Linked DNA regions of Anser cygnoides: region 2 is linked to region 1. A link is a contact called in public Hi-C data. All regions are on one chromosome and are shown on one strand. Each heading gives the region's core, a stretch centred on a gene start, on an enhancer-like site or on the middle of the called end of the contact. The rest is flanking DNA. Distances are from core to core; before and after follow the strand shown.

Region 1 (2,540 bases), core at 20-2,519:
TCCCTCTTGCCTGCACCACCTCCCTCTTTCCCTTTCTCTATCTTTTCCTTCACAAAACAGCCTGCAGGACCAAGTAAAGGCTTTACCACCCTAGTGAATAATTAATCTCATCTGACCCTGTAACTCAATCCAGGATCATCAAAAAGTCTGCATGTTTTGGGTCACTAATAAAACAAAACATTTTTCTGCTTTTAGATTTTACTCATTACAAAAGTTTTTGCAATTAACAATGAACAATACTTAGTGCTGGCTGGCCATTTTACACTGAAAAATCTTTCCCATGTGAAAATGCTAATTTTCTGTTTTCATAGGAACTATCTATTTCAGATTATTTTTCTCCTGTATTTTGGTCACTTAATATAAAAATAGCCGGCCCAGTTGGGTATGACGGTTTGGTTTTACTGAACTTTTATGCCAAAGTGATGTTTTCCAGTGGGAGTTTTGACAAGTAGAGGTCCCATCAGTAAGTCCCATGGGACGAGTGGTCTTTTATTGGCATTTTAATGTAAGCTGATGAAAATATACCTGGGCTGCCTGAGACTCCACGGGGTTTTCCAGTTTCTGAAAGGAATCCTTGCTCTTGTGGATGAAGTACGTCAACCACTGGGAGAAGCTCTGGGGAAAGAGGAGATTGAAGAGAATTGTGACGGAGGGAAAGCAGAGTGAAGTGGGGGGATTTTGAGGCAGAAAGAGCTAACCAAGGCAGTGGGGCTCTGTCAAACAGCCCTGCCCAACAGGGCTGCCATTAGCAGGGGGTGAGGCAGGGCCTGCTCGAGTTTCTGTGCCCAGATCCGAGCCCCAACCCCGACCCCCCCATTGCAGCGATGCGGTGCTGAGCGGCGAATTACCCCTGTGGCTCCCCCCCAGGCAAGCGGAGCGATTTTCCTCCTTTTTGGCTGCAGCACGTCAGGGTATTTCTTCATCTCTGAGAAACGCTGCCTAAAACCTCTCCTCCTCCCTCTCAGCCGAGGGGGCAGACGGAGCCGACCGGGGGCTCTTCCACCTCCCGCCTTCCCCCTCACGGCGGCTGGCAGCGACGGTGGCGGGGGGGGGGGCTGACCGACGGGACGGCGACACGGGGGCGTCACCGGGCTCGGCGCCCCCCGTGGGTGCGGGAGGGCCGGGCCGGGCTCCCGGGGCCGAGGCTGAGGGGCCGGGGCGAGGCAGCGGGGCCGCCCCGGGGAGGAGCGGGGCGGAGCGGGAGGCCCGGGCGCCGCCGCCCGCCCTCGTCAGGCGGCTTTTCGGCGGGAGCCTCTACTCCAGAGTGCTCGGTAGCGTGGGCCGGCCGCGGGCCCCATGTGGTGCCGACATCACTGACATGGCGGCATCCCCGCCGAGCCCTCCTGCCACTCGCTCCAGCTAGCCGGGAGTCACCGCCGGCCCGGCCCGGCCCGGCTCGGCTCGGCTCGGCTCGCCCCGCACCAGCACACCGCCAGGTAAGGACGGCGCTGCCCGGCAGCCCGGCGGGGCTCGGAGCCCCCTGTTGGGCTCGGTTGGGCTCGGCTCGGCTCGGGGCAGCCGGGCTGGGCTCGGAGCCGCGTCCCCCGCCCCGGGGCGCCGCAGCCGCCCCGGCCCTTTTGTTCCCCGGCGGGGCGGCGGCCGCGCCCGGCGGGGCTGGGCGGAAAGTTTGGCTCGTTCCTCCCCGTGGGGCTCCCCCCGGCTCCCCCTGCCCTCCCTGCCGGCTCCCCGGGCAGGTGGCGGAGCCCTGGACCCGTGGGCACGGTGGGGAAAAAGGCTGGGGAGAGGAACCAGCAACTTCTCCCCGTCCCGGCCTTCCCCTCCCTCCCCAGGCTCCCTTCGGGGAGGAAAATCCTGGCAGCTCGGTGCTTGGCTTGCCAGACACCTTTGTAAAATGGCATGCTACCAGCAGACGGAACGGAAAAAAAAAAAAAAAAAAAAAAAGAGAGTCTTTTAAAAGCTTAACCTCTCGTGGGCTAAGAGCACATCTGCATCCCTCCCGTCTGCCTCCCCCCCCCCCCCGTCCCGGTTCGCAGAAATGTGCTGTTTAAATAGGGTTTTGGCGAAGGGAGTGCGGCTTGGAATTCACTGTAACGAGCCATTTATCCCAGCTATGTTTGTAGAATGAAAGGCGGGAGGCGAGCCTCGCTCCATATTAGTGATTTTGGGGTTTCGTTTGCGTTTCTGTGCCCGAGTACCCAAAAGTGCTGGCCCAGCTCCTGGGGGCGAGAGTTGCTCCTTCGCAGATGGGGAAGCGAAGCTATGGAAAGATCAAAGTTTCTTCTTCAGCGGTTTTTGGGCTTTTTGTGCGTGTGGTTTTGGTCGTTGTCGTCTTGCCTTCACCCGATGCCAGGTTTATGAGCACGGCACCCACGTATGCCGGTGCCCGCAGCCACATCGGCTCTGTCCCCGGCCGCGCGCCCCGCAGAGCCCAGGGCTCACCGGGGGTAACGCGTCCGCTTCTGAGAGGCGTTAAACCAGTCTAACTTGAGCTTAACAATGTGCTACGTAATGGCATTTCAAACTTGCACACATTTTCACGGCTAGAACACGATTTCTCAACCTTTTTTTGTTCCCTGCTG
Region 2 (2,540 bases), core at 11-2,510, 300 kb before region 1:
CCGATCCAGCCCACGGTGAAGGAGGAGACCATGCCGCCGATGGCGAACACGGACACGGAGAGGGACCAGTACATGGTGAGGACGTGCGGGGAGGCGGCGAGGTCCTCGGGGGGCGCGAGCGTCCCCTCAGCGCTGCCCCCAGCCTCTGTGCCGGGGACGGTGCCGGGGATGGTGCTGGGGATGGTGCTGGGGATGGTGCTGGGGATGGCGCCGTCCTCCCCGGAGGTGTTGGTGGCCTGTCTGTCCAGGGGGACGATGCCCAGCACGCGCGCGTAGTGGGCTTCTATCACCTGCAAAGAGGAAAAACGCCGTCGGCTCACGTCTATAACCCCCCCCCCGGCTGTGTTTTGGGGTGTTTTCGTGACACCCAGGCCCCCAGCCCTGCAGCCCGGCTCGGCGCTTACCTTCTGGGGCGCGTTGATGACGCCCAGGCTGTAGCCGTACTGGAAGAAGCCCAGCACCGCGGTGAAGACGGAGAGGACCAGCGTTCCCGTGAGGTGCTGCCGAGGGAGCAGAGAACAGCCTCAGCCCCTGCCCTGCCCCAGGACCCCCCCCCGGGATCCCGGTGAGCCCTCGGGGTCACTCCAGCTGGCTCCCAAAGAGAAGGGAGAGCCCAGGGGCAGGCAGGACGCGGTGCTGCCCCACATACAGCGACCCGTGCCCACCGCCCTGCTGGTCCCTGGGGGCTTTCTGGGGGCCGGCAGCAGGAAGGGGCACAGCAGCGCTGCTGGAGCAGAGCAGCTAGGAAAAAAAACAGCCAAGACTTTGTTTTTCAGCAGTCCCGTTTCAAATACCTTCTCCCTCCGTCGCGGTTGAAATTATCCCGTAAGGTGACAAAGTTCTTAAAAATAACAGAAAATAATCCCTTGGCCCCTTTGCCCCTGCTCTGTACACAAACATCACAGGCCAGATAACTAAGGGGGAAAATTTTGTTGGTTTTGGTCTTAGCGGGCAATAAATACCACCCCCGGGTGCTGGTTTCCCTCAGAAATTCCAGTGCACAGACGGTGCTGAGCCGTGGTTACCTTCTCTGCTTGCATTTTGCTTTTCTTGTCCATCCCTCGGCTCCTCCGCTGCCCTCCCGGCTCTGTCCTGGGCTGCGGAGCGGGGCGAGGGCTCGGTGCAGGAGGAGGGACAGCGGGAGCAGCAAAGCGGTTTGTGCTGCGGGAGATGGGGCTATATCACCTCCGGGGTTAATGAGAAACCCGTCTTCCCAACACTTATATCCTCCGTCTGACCAGCCCAGAGCCGTCACTGCCAATCCCCTGAAATTTTGGGGGGGGACAAACGAAAGAACGGGACACCCCCCGAAGACAGGGGGTGAGACCTGGGAAATCCAGCCGGCAGGCTGAGTTTTGATTTCTGGCCGTCCCCGCGGCACCGGGATGTGGCGTGCGGGGGGCTTGGGGACGTGCCGCAGCCGGGCTCTGGGTGTGCTGCACCCGTCTTGGCTTCCACGGGGGATTCGTTTGCCGAACCCCCAAACTCCTCGCTGAACTTTAGCCAGAAGGAACCTTTCCAGCACGTGTAGCAAAGATGCTAGAAAACGAGTGCTTTATTTAAACATCACTTGGCACCTGCTCTGAAATAGCTTTGTGTGCGTGCATAACGTGCACACAGAGGACACGCAAACCCAGATGCGTGCGGGTCTCTCTCCGCAGGCACAGACCTGCAGCCACCGCCGTGCCCTGCTGGTGCGCAGCCGTACACCCGGGCAGCCGGGGAAGGAGAGTGCCGTAGGCGTGCACGGGGACACAACACAGCAAAGCGGCCCAGAAACCATCACAACGCCATCCCTTTTCGTGCGCCGTGCTGCCGATGCTGTCGGGTATCGCCGCCCTGCTGCGGGCACTTGCCGAACTTTGCACAGCGATGCAAAAATCTGGTCTGAGCTGGTCTCGGGCGCGGGCACTGCCATCATCAGCTGGCAATGGATGCAGCATCCAGCGGAGGCACGCCAAGGCCTGACTCAGCCCCGGAGGTGATTAATTCCACTGCCTCCCAGGTGAGCTTTCACAGCTGCCAGCCAAGGAAAGGCGAGTGAGTCACCGACGGCGCTCAGGCAGCCTTCACATGGGCGCTACATGCACCTTCTACGGAGGAAGAGGAAAAAAAAAAAAAAAACGAGGAGAAAAAGACCACTAATCTTTGCTCTGGTCTCAGAGTAAAACTTTAACCCGGGGCAAAGTGTTCGCTGCATTCCTGTGCGCATTGATTGCAGCCCCACCGGCTGCAGGGGCCGAGCTTTTGTGGGACCCGGGAAACTGCAGGGCTGAGCCCCCTCCCACGTCCCTGCTTGGGGTGCGTGAGGTGAGGAAAGCGATAGGGTCACCGGTGGGGTGTGGATGACAGGAAACACCAAAAAAAAGAGAGCGGGGCGGTGCTGGGGTACCCAGCGCTGTGGTGCCCGCCGCCAGAGACTTGCCCCTGGGCAAAGCTTTAATTAAATCCATTAACGCACGTGTTTAGCTCCTGGTGACGCTGTCACAGCCCAGCCCGTGTGTTTTTCTGAACTGGGCTCTGGATGTGGCCGTGTCGCC

Evidence for each region. Hi-C and Micro-C count contacts between places; a contact is called where the count stands out from the background.
Region 2: a Hi-C map of liver shows a contact between it and region 1, with 3 times the contacts expected there. The contact joins the promoter of SLC2A2 here to the promoter of FNDC3B in region 1. A contact is called at or near these places in 2 of 7 Hi-C or Micro-C datasets (both in liver).

What each region holds. Positions count from the first base shown.
Region 1 is chr9:21,711,978-21,714,517 of Taihu_goose_T2T_genome, reverse strand. FNDC3B (fibronectin type III domain containing 3B) reads left to right here and starts at 1,269. Exons shown (of 26, transcript XM_048059579.2): 1 at 1,269-1,436.
Region 2 is chr9:22,010,014-22,012,553 of Taihu_goose_T2T_genome, reverse strand. It overlaps SLC2A2 (solute carrier family 2 member 2), which reads right to left and starts at 1,260. Exons shown (of 11, transcript XM_048059337.2): 1 at 1,026-1,260; 2 at 405-500; 3 at 1-290. The coding sequence starts at 1,058.